Regions from separate parts of the Mus musculus genome. Here region 2 is linked to region 1. The links are chromatin contacts, called in public Hi-C maps. All regions are on one chromosome and are shown on one strand. The core of a region is the stretch at or near the end of the contact, and the rest is flanking DNA. Distances in the headings are between cores, read along the strand shown. Region 1 overlaps Ankrd60 (ankyrin repeat domain 60). Region 2 overlaps Gm10714 (predicted gene 10714).

Region 1 (7,398 bases), core at 1,538-4,037:
TAATGCAGGGAGAAAGGGGGATTTGGCTGGCCTCCAGTCTCTGGCTTGGAATCCATCTGTGGTCTCCAGGCGACACCTGGTGGTAGCTCCATCTCCAGCCTGCAGTCGCAGTTCCCAATAGCACTGCCTAGCAGAAGCTAGCTCTGAGCTGGTCTGGGAGGGGCTCCTTTCAGAATCCAGGAGTTGGGGGCTTTTAAAAGTTCTGGAAGCTTTGGGGTCTGGTCCCTGTCACTGCACCTGTCTTAGGCATCTCAGTGGAGTTGTCTGGGGAGTCTGGGCACATGTCTGCTCACCCTTCAGTCCACACTGCATGATGGTGCTCGGCCCCACAGGCATGTCTAAGGAAACCTGACTGACCTGCTGTGGCATAATGCTTATGCCCCCTACCTCAATGCTCTGAGTGCATTCACTGTATACGGCATTCAAAAATACCTTGGAAGGGCTCATTGTCAAAATTCCCCAGCTTTGAAGAGCTATGATGGGACAGGTCTTTTTCCTTTCTTCTTCTTTGTGTGTGTGTGTGCAAGAATGTGTGTGGGTGTGCGTGCATTGTATGAGTATATTGTGTGACTATTTTGTGTGTATGTGAGCATATGCATTTGTGTGTGCTCATGTGCATGTGTGGGTATGTGTCTGTGTGCATTGTGTGTATATTTGTGCTTGTGTGCACTCCTATGCATGTATAAGTGTACATGCATGTGTGCACATATGTGTGTGTGCATGTGTATTCATATGTGCAAGTGTGTCCTTCTGTGTGCAAACATGTGTAAGGTGTATATGTATGCATGTGTACACACAGACACACACACACACATCTGTGGAGGGCAAATGTCCACAGCAGTGCCTCTCCTCAGGCTCCATCCTCCTTGTTACTTGAAGCAGGAGCTCTCACTAGCCTACTACAAGTAGGCTGGAATGGCTGGCCCACAGACCCCCAGGGGTCCAGTCTCCAATAGGCTGGAATGGCTGGCCAACAGACCCCGAGGGATTCAGTCTCCACCAATCTGGCTTTTTGCTTGGTTTCTGGGAATCAAACTTGATCCCCAATACAGTGTGGATGGACCCAGGGCCTCAGCCTCTTTAACATCATTCTTTATGCCTAAATCTACATGGACAAACATACACAGGGTGTCTCTTGACAGTTATAACTTGGGGATCAAGTAAATATTTCCAACCCTTAGGGCCACATCCCGGGCAGTCCCTTGGCTTGTACTTACAGTATACAAGACAAGATCAAGTCTTTTTTTAAAAACAAACAAGCAAACAAAAAACCCACCAGGGTCTCATGTAGCCCAAGATGACCTAGAGCTCACCGTGTAACTGAGGATGTCCTTGAACTTCGAATTCCAGCTGACATCCACACCCAGTTTTTGGAAGGCTGGGAATTGAACCTAGGGCCTCACAGGTATTACACAGTCAACTAAGCTACATCCCAAGACCCTCAAATGATTTTTTAAATAAAAACACGTGTGTGCGTGTGTCCCTGAACGTGTATGTGCATGCATGTATGCCTTTGTGTGTGTTTACGTACTGTCTGCATACATCTACGGAATATGCATGCAGTGACCACAGAGTCCAGAAGAGGGGGTCTGGAGCTGAAGTTACAGGTAGGTTTGAGCTGGAAAATGAATCCTGGCCTTCTATAAGGACTGCTAACACCCTTAATCACATCCCTCCAACCCTGTATGGTCTTTCAAAAGCTGCAAACTATGCCCCCCAACATACCCCGTGCTGGGCACAAGGGATACTCAAGGCCTTATCATCCAGGCCTGCGGTTTCAACATATATAAACATCTTATGCTCTGGGACTTCCACAAAGCTGGGGAGCTGGGTCTAGACTGGGATTTGGACAGGAAATGGTGAGTTATAACCTTGCAAGGATATGGAATTCTCTAAACATCCCTGTGACATTTCCCAGGCACACACACACATGCACTCTGGAGCCCCAGATGTTATTGGTATTTTTTAATTTTTTCCGTTTTAAATTTAGAACATATAGCAACCAAACAAGTCAAGGATGATGCTGTGGGAACACAGGACGTGATTTCCTGGGGCAGATGGGACACTGGGCTTTCTTGTTCCGTGGCCAGATGTGTACTCCTAGAGTGATGGAGGACAGACCCCTTTCCGGATGTCGTGAGGGCTATACACGTGTCCCCCTGGCCAATGTACATGTCCCCTGTGCCCGCTCTGCAGAAAGTTCCAGGACTCAGGCAGAAATGCCACCCTCGAGCCCCCCAAATTGAGCTCCACTCTTGAATTTTCAAGTGACGCATATAGCAGCATCCCTGACATTTCCGCAGAACACAAACCCCGGTGTTTTGCCAAATGTTAATGGGTTTCTGTGCCCTCCACTGGCTGCCTCTGTATTCAATGCGCAGTGCAGGGGCAGGGCCTGAAGACTGGAATTTTCCTCTGCCTGAGAGCCTGTTGTTCCTCTGCAGCGGCTCTGGCCTGGGGGCGCTCTATGAGTTGCTGAGAAAGCCTTCCACCACTTAATGTCCAGACCAGCAAGTTTACGGGAAATTATTAATCTCCCACTTTGGGAATTATTAGTTCTGGATGGAGACTCTTATTGTATAAGGTTTGCTGAGAATTTATGAGCCTCTCTGGAATCCGGGAGGGGATCGATTCTCAGAGAGTAAACATTTTAAGCAAATTAAGTGTTGGTGGTATAATAATACGAATAATGCCTGCCATTTTTCAAGTGTCTGCTTCGAGCCAGGCATTCCATCTCTCTGGTGGCAACAGGGGCAGGTTTTACTACCCCGAACGCGCCACATGAGGCAGCTGAGACCCCAAGAGCTGCCCCTGGTTGGTCTAATGCCACATATCTAGGGGCAGAGGGAGTCTCTAAAGCATGTGTAGCCGACCACAGAACTGCCCTCCTTCCTGCTCACCAAGGAGTTGCTGTGGTAGGCAATTCCCCTGGGCTGTTTCTTCTGCCAACAGGACTGGCTGTGCAGAAGGGCAAAACCTGCTGATGAGATGGGTAGAGGGGAGCCGAGGGTCTCAGGAGATGGCCATTGGTTCTGAGGTTGCACAGCTGATGGGGAGGACGGCTTGGGGCGGGGTGGGGGTGAGGGTCGGTTCCATCAGTAACGCTTGCTGTGCAAGCATGAGGACCTGAGTCTGAGCCCCAGAACCCACATAAAGAAACCCAGCGGGGCACCTGGAGACGCGGCTCAGTGGTTAAGTGCACTGGCTGCTTTTGTAGAGGGCCCAAGTTCAGCTTTCGGCACGTGGTGTTGAGAGTAACCCCATGCAGGGCAGAGAGAGAGAGACAGAGACAGAGAGACAGACAGAGACAGAGACACTTTTTCCCACATTCTGGAAACCCTGAGCTAGTGATCATAGAGTGGGGACAGACAGGCAATCCAGGGAGAGCAAAAGACTCAGGTGCGCGGAGACAGCTCTACTTCCTGCTGATGACACTTGAGGGGGGTGGGGGTGGCACCGAGGCTGAAGCGCCAGGAGAATAGGCCCATAGGCCCACCATCTCAGTCCTGAGTTAGCCTCACAGGCTGAGAGCTCTAGACTAGAGCTTATGTTGCTGGTCTTAAGTTTTCCATTGCACTGGCTCCTGTGACAGAGGCCAGCTACAGTGACCTCTGCAGGGCAGATGAGGGGGAGAGAGTAGAGACTCATTCCGGGGGTGGGGGAAGGGGAAAGGATACGCTGGTCACTGAGCACTGACTTTGAGAAACCCTATAGCCAAGGCAAACGGGAGCTCGGTGCAGTGCAAACCATCATTTTTGCTTTGTCATCCTGCCGGGCTGGCTTTCCAGAACTCTTCCCAGGATGCCATGGGGCTTTACCGGTGAGCTATGTCTCTGGCTGGGATGAAGAGATAAGATCATTTCTATGTCCCCTCTAAGGTCCTCAAGGGCACACCATAACACGTCCCAGGGCACTAAGGACCAAGGACTGCTCATCAGAGTTCAGTGGCCAGAAGCAGAGAGAGCTCAGAAAAGACATCAAGTGAGTTTTTTTTTTCCGTCTCTTTCCTCAACCACCTTTCCCAGAGCTTCCGCGGGGCTCCCAGGCAACATCTCAAACAGCATTTTTTTGGGGGGTGGGGGGAACGGTGTTCTCCAGTGTGTCCAGCAACCTCAGGGACCTGTTGTAGGAAGGACCTTCCTCTACCCTCTACAAGGAATCCTTGCCTCAGAGAAGTGAAGACCGGCCCGGAGACATGAGCCTGGAGGGCTGCGATAGCTCCTTCTCTATGACTCCAACTCCACACAAGTGAGGTCCCTGATGACCGGAAGGCCAGCCCAGTGAGGGCACAGACATAAGGGAACCAGTGTCCTCCCCATACACACATTGTTCCCAGGATGTAGCAGACCACCCTCCACATTCCAGATCTGCTCCAGGGCGTGGGCCATCGAGGTATTTCCACTCCTGTGGAAACAATGTCAATGACCCCTCCCCTGATGCTCCTTTGATGTCCCCTGAAGCATGAACGATAGGACGAGCATGGGGGAAGCAGCTCCAGATGTAACATTCTGTCAGCCAATGGCAGATCACGGAGATGTTGACATGTACAGCTCGTGACATGGGCTTGTTTCTATGTGATATGATAGTGTGTGTGTTACAGGGGTTGGGGGGGTGTTGCACATTATGTGTTCACAGTGCTGGGAACTGGATCCAGGGCCCTGTTCATGCTAGGAAAGCCCCCCCCCCACACACACACACCCAAGCTGTATCCTAAGGCCCAAGACAAGGCCCAAGACAAGCTTGTCTCTAATGGAGTATCCTCAGAGCCTAGGCATGTGTCCAAGTGGTCCTGTCCTGGACTGAAGAAAATGTCACCAGAGAAGGCTTGATGCTGCTAGATATCTAGCCAAGTGTCTAATTGAATTGAGGGAAGTGGAGTGCTTGTTCCCCAAATGTGTGGGTCCTCCTGCCAGGCGGTTGGCCCTTCCAATAACAAAGACTGCTTAGCAAGCTCCTGGCAAACACTGGACTTGGAGGGACTCCACTTGTTAAGTTAAAAGGCTACCCATAAGTCACCTCACCTCCGCACACCTCATTAGCTAAGTGACCCGACCCGATGGATTGGGGTTGTTTTAATATCTGCCTATTGACTTTGGAGCATGCCTGCCAAAAATAAGCTCTCAGCTTGACATCCCGAGGCTGAGATGAGCTTTCCTGATTCTCTATTTGTCAAACAGAAGGCTGAGCCTGGGTACAGCCACGTCGGCTGGTGTAAGACCATTGTCAACAAAGGTCTTACTCGCTGTGACACCAGGAAACGCAGACCATTAATTTTAAAGCAAGGTCTTATTGTTGGGAAATTGGAAGGGCAGCCAGGGTGCCATGCCTCTCACCTGATGACCTGATGACCTTATCAGGTCAGCCCCACCCAAGGCGACCTGATGAGTTGTCAGGAGACCTTTGACATGTTCCAGGACTTGGGTCAGGGTTTGGGGCTCCAGGGAAACATATGGCCCAACGGGAGTGACAAGGCAGATGTCATGCCACCATGAGGCCTGTGGCCCTTCCCTGCACTACAGTCCTACAACTGCAAGCCATCCTAATGGGGCTCAGGCTCCTTCGAGCACATCCCAACCTAACAAACAGCTGAGCAGCTGTCTCCCCGTGACCCCTACCCGCCCTGCCCCCACCCCCGTGTGCCTGCATACCTCCCTACTTCTTCAGAATTTCAAGGCCATCTTTCAAAACCAAGAGTGAAACTCTCATGAAAGTCAGGTTTTCACTCCAGAACATTCTAGAACAATCTCTGGCCCGCCTTTCTGTTGGTGTTGGCTCCCTGTACTCTTTTCCAGGCACTGGGCCCCAGCCTCCGTTTCCCTGCTTGCTTTCTGCACTTGGTTCACCGACCCCCCCATGACAGGGGCTGCGGTGTAGTCTGAGGCCCAACGCTTGTCTCTAATTGAAGTGTCCTCAGAGCCCAGAGCCCAGGAGTGCATGTCCAAGTGATCTTGCTCCAGACTGAAGAAATGTCACCACCGAAGGCTTGAGGATGCTGGATGTCTACTCAAGTGTCTAACTGGATTGGAGAAATGGAGTGCTTGTCCCCAAATGTATGGGTCCTCATGCCAGGCAGAGTGCCTGGGGCCAATGAATGGCTCCCAGGGAGAGACGGTGCTGGAGACAGTGGGAAGGGAGCGTGAAGGCTGTGGGGACACTGGGTTGGGACCGCAGGAAGAGGGTGCCAGCCTCTCTCTCTTTTCTGTCTCCTGTGCTGTTTTCTTCCCACTGAAGGCCACATGACTCCTTCCCACACAGATAAGAAATGAACCCCTTGGGAGACTATGTTTGGAGGCCCACAAGACACACTCTCGGCTTCCCTCTTGATCCCAGGGCTAGCTCAGCCTACACTGTGTCCCATCCCTGGCCACGGAAGTGGTCAGCTGCATGGGTTTGACAAACAAATTCGCAACCTACGCTGCTCATGACCTCCTGACGTAGGCAGTGCTCATTCTGTGCCAGTCGCAGGAGCGCTATTACCATTCCTGTTATTACTCCCATTATGCTGGTGCGTTAGAGGGCCTCGGGAGGGAGGGATAATTGGCTATCATCACCCCAAACGGTGTGATTGGGCACCAATGTACAAAGAGTTTAAAATTAAAGGCCGGCATTGTCAGCGTGGTGGGGGACAGAATGGATTACAAAAGAGATGAACTCACCTGCTCCATTACACCCTTCCGGAGACGCTAGTAAGAGGACAATCAACTTGGCGTCTGATTTGGATCTGTCCCTTCTTTCTGTTCCCTAGTGAGTGCCATGGGGGGGGGGAGGCAGTGGGGGGGGATGTAAGGTCGTCCCAGAGTCTTGTGATGGGCAAATGTACTCAGGAGATTAATATTGTGCTCCTCCTGGTCGCCATCCCAGGGCTGGATTTCTCCAAAGCTTTCCTCCCTACCAAGTCCGGGTCCCGGGACCCCGACTTGACCATCCAGTAGAGAAGGAACATCTTGTGCTCTAAATGTCCTCGCTTCAGGCGCCGCGCAATGGTGATGGGCGTGTCGCTCTTCAAGTCTCTGTCATGGATGGAGGCACCATGTTCCAGTAAGGGCTGGACGCAGTCTGTCCTGCCCATGGCTGCGACCACGTGCAGGGGCGTCCTGCCCAGGGGTGATTTGGCCAGGCAGTTTGCTCCTGTGAGATTAAAAAGACCAGCTGGAGTGGTCTGTTCTCCTAGCCAGGAGTCCCACCCGTGTGACACTAAGGTACAACAAGAAAGGGACTGGGGTTGTGGCAGGAATCTGATGGAGGGTTGGTGCTGCTCCCAGGGACATGGTGGCCTCACTAAGCTCTTCACCCCTCCCATTGAGCCTGGTCCCAGGGAGCAACCAGTAAACAGCACATTCCAGTCTCCTGTTCCAAGCACATCCCTGCATCTTGCTGCCTGGGGAGCACTCTGATGGA
Region 2 (7,591 bases), core at 2,172-4,671, 560 kb after region 1:
CTTAATTGCTTGCAGTAGCAGCTCTCAACACCTCCCTGAGACACCCCAGAGGAGGGAAGTGTCACCAAGGTGGTCTGGTTCATTCTCTAGGGCAGCTGGCACCATCCCCATCCCACCCCATGCCAGGGAGCTGTGCCCATGTGGACACAGGAAACAGGGGTCACAGAGCATCAGGGGAACTGAGTCTCCCTTGTATGAGTACAAAGGCAGCCACAGCGGTAGGGACCCAGCTGGGGATCAGCTGCAGCCGCAGGGCCTGGCTGGCATGCCCAGTGTTGGGGCTTCTGGGGGTGAGCCAAAGGTTCGCTTTCCAAAGGTCAAAGGGCTTAAGGGTACAACTGCTTCCCCAAGCTCTGCTGGAGTCCCAGCAGGAGTCACAGGGTTGCAAGACCTCTATTGTGGCAGATGAACAGTCTTAGAGTCAGGTCAGCCTAGGCTCTGGAGAACTGCACAGAAATGTGGCTTGCCCAGTATATGAGGAAGGTGTGCAGAGGCAACTGGACCACTATCATCATGAAGACGATGTCCATTTTAACTGTCAACTTGACATAACCTAGAATCACCCAGGAAGGATCTCAACGAGGGATTGTCTACACTGAGTCGGCCTATAGGCATGTATTTGATGCATTCTCTTAAGTTCAATTTTGTGGGGAAGACACAGCCCACCGTGGGCGGCACCATTTCCTAGGCAGGATTGATTCTGAGTGAGCTAGGCTGTGGTCATCCTCACCATGACCACAGTGGGTGACCACCTGGCATGCCCAAGGAGGAGCAGAACCTTCAGCTTCCATGCTAGGAGCTGCCCAGCTTCCCCCTGACTTGGAGAGCACAGAAGGAAGACCTACTCTCTGTATTAACATAAGGAGCCCTAGACAGGACCATCGTTAAGAACCCATGCACCCATGCTAAGGGAACATAGAAACATACACCTTTGGCCTTTCGGGGAACACTGAAAGTGGCCTGAATCTGCTTAGAAGCACAAGGTAGGTGTGGGAGCCATGTTGTTTTATGGCCGGGAGTGTCTCACCCAAGCTCACCTTCTCTGGTCACTCCTGTGCCTCCAGTCACCCAGTGCCTGGTTTGTCCTCATAGCCCTAGGCCTGAGCACTTCAGCCTTGCAGGAGAAAAGTCAGCTGGTCTCCACATTGCAGCCTGAAGGAGTGGGCTGATTGAGCTGGGTATGGGCAACAGCCATAACGGTACCCCATTCAAGTCCCCAAAACCCAAGAAGACACTCCCCCAAATCAGTTCTCTCTGTGCCAGCAAACGGGCATCAATCAGCTTTTTTTACACTGACAAATCCCCAGGAAAATCAACAGGAAGGGAAACCTTTTATTTTCACTCATGGTTTCAGAGGGCTCCATCCACGGTTTGTATGAAGGCATTGACCTGCTACAGAAGGCAGCTGGTAGGAGCAGGTAGCTGTCAAGGCTGCTCACCTCGTGGTAGCTGGGAGTCAGAGAAGAAATGTCAAGAACTGCTTTGGCTGTCAGCTTTCACCACCCAGTTTCAGCATGAACTCCTCAGTGGCTTAATCCACCGGCAAAGTCAGCGCTATCTAGTTCCACTTCTGTGACTAAAACCCCGTGAGGAAGAGCGGCTAAGGAGAGAGAGAGGATTTAGCTTAGAATTCCTGGCTACTGTCCATCACTGTGGAGAGTTATAAGTGGGGAGAAATGCGTGAACGCATGCCGGTGTTCATCTCAGTGATTCAACTCCTCACAGTTCAGGATGCCCTGCTTAGGGAATGACACCACCCACAGTAGGCTGTGGTTTCCCCTATCATTTAACTTAAGGCAGTTGCCCACAGACATCCCCAAAGTATACATAATCCCTCACAAAGACTCTTCCTGTCGACCCAGCCACCACCTTTCCGTAATACCACCTCTAAGCGTGGCTGCACAGAGTGTGGCTGCACCTCCAACACAATATCCCCAGAGGACAGATCCAGTCAAAGCTAGATCCAAACTGGATGGAAGAAACAAGGAAAAGTCAGTGTCAGATCTCCATCTTTGCTACCCAGATCTTAGACCGCGCAGTGCTAAGTGACTGCAACAGGGGAGTAACCCCTTACAAGACATGATGGGTGTTTTAGGAAGAAGTCTGCTTACCTGACCCTTATGGGTGCTGAAGTGGCCTCTGAAGCCCATTGAGATGGAAGAGCTGGAAGAGAGAACTCATTCAGTAAAGTACTTGCCGTGCAATCATGAGGACCTGAGTTTAGATAGAGAGAAGCCAGGTAAAAGGCAGACACAGCAGTATGTGCCTTTAATCCCAGCATTTGGGAGATAGAGACATGAAGATTCTTGGAGCTTGCTGGTCAGCCTGTCTAGCAAATCATTGTCTAACAAATTAAGGTAAGAAGCAACTCAGGAAAGACTCCAGATATCTGGCATCTACATGTAAACACATACAAATATATACATATCTTTATCCCCACCACCACACACGTACACATGTGAATTCATATGCACATATACACACATATATGCATATGTTTGTATGTATACACACATACAAATATATACAAACATTTTTCTTAGAAGAAGGGAACCAGGTTGCCAGGCGCTGATGCTGCACGCCTTTAATCCCAGCACTTGGGAGGCAGAGGCAGGCAGACCTCTGAGTTTGAGGCAACCCTAGTCTACTGAGCAAGTTCCAGAACGGCTAGGGAGGGCTATACAGAGGAAATCCTGCCTCAAACAAAACAAACAAAAACAAAGAAACAAGAAGGGGGGGGGAACCAAGTGAGAGCTATTTCTACAGAGGGTGTTGGGTGCCAGGAGACACCCCCAACACACTCACACACACACTGCGGTTTGCTTCTAGGTATGACTCCATCAGAGGCTGCTGACACGAGTTCCCAAACCTCCTCATCCAGGCCCTTCCCAAGGGGACACCCTGTTCAGGCACATCGCCCTCCTCCACCCCAGCCTGCCCCTCGGCCTCTGCTCAGAGCCCCACACCTAGAGCATCAAGCACCAAGCCCCTCCCTCCAGCATCTCCCGTGAGTTCCCGGCTGGAGGGTTTCCGGGAAGGTTGTTCTTTGCCGCAAGGACATGCTGCAGTGCCCACCCCTCCCCGGGCCTCTGATCCCAGCAGGTCCCTCAGTGCCCAGTAAATGCCTGTTGAATTTTCTGCTGTGACTCTGCCTGAAGCTCCTGCTCAGGCGGATGTTCCCTGGTGAATTAGTGTTCAACATTTTTGTTTATTTGTTTGTTCTTTAACAAAAGGTTGTTTTGGTTTGAGATTCAGCAAAAATACAGGCTGTATTCAGCTTCCTCTCCATTCAGGACTCAGTAAATTAGTTGTTTTCCAGTCTGTTCCGAGTCCTTGCCTCAAATGCGCCTCCAACAAGATAATGCATTTAAAAGCCCTTGGAAAAGTACCAACCCCACGCACATGTGGGGTACTGTCATCCTGTGAGCTCTGCCGGAAGACAAGCGCTGCAGCTGGCTCACTCCACACCCCGCCCCCACACTGGGCTTAGCTACAGGTCCCGCTGTGAAGCTCCTACTCAGGATTCAGAGCGGGCGGGCGGGGGGGGGGGGGGGGGGGGCTGTCTCCAGGTTGGTCCCCCCAAACCCAGTCTCCACCCCCAGATACAGCCTCGGCTGAGGGGGGCTGGAGGGGAAGACAAGAGATAAACTAACACTCCTTTGAGGAGAAGACCTGTCCATATCCGTGTCTAATCCAGAGGCCATTTTGGCTTTCTTTGGGGCCTGCTGTGGTCCTGAGGGTTTCTGAGATCAATCCAGGGAGGAGGATGCAGCAGGAAAACGAAATCACCCTCCCAAGCTTAAAAGGTTCAGAAGCCTGGTTCTCGTTCCCGGTCTGCAGTCAGAACAAAAGGTGCCTCCAGCCAGAAGCCTCTGTTCTTGTTGGCTGGCCCTGGCCTGCTCTGGGGGGTGGGGGGACCTTCCTTCTTCCACCCCACGCACCTTTACTTGTTTGTCTTCTTTCCTGTCATGCGCTGGATGAGTCTCTGAGATTCATGCCCACGCCAAGTCCAGTATGACATCAGTATACCAACGGCATAAAGCTAGCTTCTTCATTCACCCACATTGATCCAACATCACCTGCAAGTAAACTCCCTTAAGCACAGACCCCTCTCTTGGGAGTGTCTTCCCACCCTGAACCTTAGAAATCAACTGTTATGAGAAGCCTCAGCTGCCTTGCTGGAGGCTGGAGAAGGCTGTGTGTGGTGCCCGGGGAGCCTGCTTGGTGGAAATCAAAGTCCTAAGGCTGACCTTAGAGGCTAGCATCTATTCCAACCATGGGCCATCACAAGAATAGCTAATATGTCACCAGCAGTTTGCTGCTTGCTAGACAGCTGCTATGATCTTGTCCTGTATAGCATCTACAGAGGCCCAAGTCCACAGATGATTGGTGCTTGTATGCAGAGTAAGGGTCATCTGGCCTGGCATAGCCTGTGCACTGAAAGAGCTCTCTGGTCCTCTAAGACCCTCTGTCCTTTGTTCCCACCCCCACACAATGCACCACACTCTGTGTGGTCAGAGAGATGGCACTTTCCAAGGCACTCGACAGTGAGTGTATACCCAGGAGGCTCTGCATGTGGCCTGGGTGCTGAGCCTCAGGTTCTGCACCAGTAACACACATAAGCTCCATGGCGTTGCATGTGACAATGACGTCTAGGACATGACCTTGATAGCTCTGGCAATGGAAGAACACAAAGAAGAAAGTTGGGATTGGTGAAAATTCTAAAATGTTGTGCATCAAAAAGGATGAGGATGGTGGAGACTGTGGCTCAGACAGCGAAGTGCTTGATGTGCAAGTGTGAGGCCCAGACCCGTCCTCAGTTCCCCATACACATACGGATCCAGCTGAACATGCAGGCAAAGTCCAGCATCAGGAGTCTAGGACAGACAGACGGACAGATCCCTGGGGCTTGATGACCTGTTCATGATGCTCAACTAGTGATTCTGGGCTCAGTGAGAGACTCTGTCTCTCTCCAAAAATATGATGGAGAACAACAGAGAAACACACCCAATGTCCACTTTTCTCCTATATACACACACATACACACACATACTCACACACACATACCACACACATACATACCCACATTTACACATGCATATAACACACACAGGTAGCCACACACGTACCTCCCCACAGGTATACATGAGCAATGTATACCCCCTCCCTGTATATAAACACATCAAAAAACACTATTAACAGAGTAAAAAGGAGAAAACATTTGTAAATTACATATCTAATAAGGGTCTGACCCAGAATACATAAACACCTATAACTCAAAATTATGTAGCAGAGCGTTGTCTAGCAGACACAAAGCCCTGGCTCATTTCCTCCACCTCATTCTCCCAAAGCGAGACAGACCAATTTAGGTGGCACAATGGCAGGCACCTGTAATTCAAGCTACTTTGGATACTGAGGTGGGAGAGTCGTGAGCTGGGGGCCAGGCTGGGCTACACAGTGCGAGCTCATCTCAAAAGCAGCAGCAAGGACAACAAAGCTCCCACCAAATAGCAACAACAGAAAACAGCCTAATTCAAAAATAGGCGAAGGAGTTGAATAGACATTTTTCCTAAGAAGATACACAAACGGCTAATGAGCACATGAAAAGATGTTCAACGTGGCTAATGGTTAGAAAAATGCGAGACAAAATTACAGCGAGCTACAACCTCGCACCCATTAGGGTGGCTGCTATGCAAGGAACCCAGAAGATAATCAATGTTGATGAGGCTGGAGGGAAATTGGAGCTGTCACGCGGGGCTGGTATGTCGCATGGCGTGAGCGCTAGGGATACAGCCTGCTGCTCTCCCAAAAGTTCAAGGACAATTACCCCATGACACAGCAGTTCTTCTACTGAGCACGTCTTCTGAGAAGCCAAGGAAAGTTTTCAGAGCTAGGTGTGTAGGCCCATGGTTGTAGCTAACATGATAGCTCTCACCACACACTCAATTACAGCGGGTATGGAGAGATGAGGGAGGGATGCAAATGTGTACGGTGCGTGTGAAGTGGACCCGAGAGAGGGCAACCCAGACCCAAGCCACAACTTGGATGAATCTTGATGCTGCTCTGTTGTGGAAAATAAGCCAGTCACAGGGGTCCCCAGACTCAGTGGTGAAACTAGAGTATTACAGGGCTGAGGGAGAGAAGGTAGGAGAGTTAGTTTGATGGGGAGAGAGTTTAAGTTCAACAGAATCAGTGTAGCTCTGGAGGTGGGTGGTCCGGAGGCTTGCACAGGGTGAATTCTCTCAAAACTCATACAGTTAAAACTGGGGAAGATGGCAAATTTTATGTTGTATATATATTTGCCAGAATAAAAACAATACATTTTTTTTTTTTTGTGGGAGATGGCTTGCCACACAATCATGAAGACCTGAGTTAGATCCCCGGAGTTCACATAAAAAACCAGCTGAAAGTGATGTGAGCTTTCCATTTCAGTTCTTGCAGATGGGGAGAAGAGGAATTCTTGGACCCCAGCCTAAACTGCAAGGCCTGGGCCAGTGAGAGATCCTGTCTCAAAAACAAAACAAAACAGCAAAAAACAGGGGGAGAAAAAGATAGCTCCAGAGACATAAAATCTGAGGTTGACCTCTGGTTTCCACATGTATACATGGGCACACACCCCTGAACATGTCACAAACACGAACACACACACACACACACACACACACACACACACAAGGGGTAAATAAGCACTTAGCAGTATGGATGGTTCCTGGGCACCCTGGCCAGGGAGTTAGGCTGGTCTGTGAACAGTAGCTTTGAGGCTAGCAGAACTCCGACCAACTCAGTCATCTCAGTAGCTCCGGGACTAGGAGTTTCCCTGAATCTTTCATTTATGTAGCATGTTTGGTGATCTGTTGGGGTGTTCTCTGTCACAAGACACCCTTTTCATTTTCCCACCCACAGTAGATGGTCTAGATAGGACACCCTTTCAGCCAAGGCTCTATCTGAGCCAGGAGGGATGTTTCCAGGACTCCCTCAGGGCATGGCTGAGCATTTGGCCAGTGTTCTTGTGGCTTCCTTCACCATATGCTAGATATCCATTACACACTGGCCAAATGTTTAAATGTCAGAAATACATCACTGACGTGGGGGTGCAAAAGCCCAGATCCCAAGGGACGGAGGCCGGGGAGTGGGTCTCAGCCTCTTCCTTCCCAGCTGATGACCCACCTCTGTCCCTCCGATCTCCTTCCTCAGCCAGCCTTCACTCGGCCCTGGGAACTCCAAACAAGACAGCCACACATGGTTCCTTGAGACCCCCAAAGGAAGACATCATATCCATCTGTGCTGGGAGACATCACAGTTCCATTTCCTCCCACGCTATAAATAAACAGCTGGCAGACACAGAGACAGCAGAGAGGACTACCTCATCCTTCTCCTTACCTTCCGGCATGTTTTTATTCATTCATTCAACAAGCGCGCACCTTATTCCTCCTTGGTGTCAGGTGCCAAGAGACAGTGTTGAAAAGATAATTTTCAGTTTCATGATGGCCACAGCCTAGCAGGGGTGATGGGTGCTCATCAGGTTGTCACACAAGTAAAGACACTAAAGACTGCAACAACCTCCCTGAAACTTCGGGAGGGGGGAGGATGA

Evidence for each region. Hi-C and Micro-C count contacts between places; a contact is called where the count stands out from the background.
Region 2: a Hi-C map of the N1E-115 cell line shows a contact between it and region 1, with 3 times the contacts expected there. The contact joins two enhancer-like sites. A contact is called at or near these places in 5 of 39 promoter capture datasets (cancer-associated fibroblasts, cranial neural crest, embryonic stem cells and 2 more), 2 of 484 Hi-C or Micro-C datasets (the N1E-115 cell line and embryonic stem cells), 12 of 115 datasets of contacts at active chromatin or transcription factors (craniofacial prominence, differentiating embryonic stem cells, embryonic basal ganglia and 8 more) and 2 of 9 other capture datasets (embryonic stem cells and liver).

The regions. Positions count from the first base shown.
Region 1 is chr2:173,561,949-173,569,346 of GRCm38.p6, forward strand. Ankrd60 (ankyrin repeat domain 60) reads right to left here. Exons shown (of 4, transcript NM_027303.2): 4 at 6,710-7,128. The coding sequence ends at 6,821. Among named protein-coding and RNA genes, the nearest start is that of Ankrd60, 13 kb to the right of the region's middle. Within about 2 kb of position 2,788, at least 26 of the 459 cell types and tissues checked have an H3K27ac peak or open chromatin away from gene starts, as enhancers often do. A contact at or near this core is called in the N1E-115 cell line, where this site is marked.
Region 2 is chr2:174,123,725-174,131,315 of GRCm38.p6, forward strand. It overlaps Gm10714 (predicted gene 10714), which reads right to left. Exons shown (of 4, transcript NR_040530.1): 3 at 2,112-2,163; 4 at 1,314-1,968. Among named protein-coding and RNA genes, the nearest start is that of Npepl1, 17 kb to the left of the region's middle. Within about 2 kb of position 3,422, at least 99 of the 459 cell types and tissues checked have an H3K27ac peak or open chromatin away from gene starts, as enhancers often do. A contact at or near this core is called in the N1E-115 cell line, where this site is marked.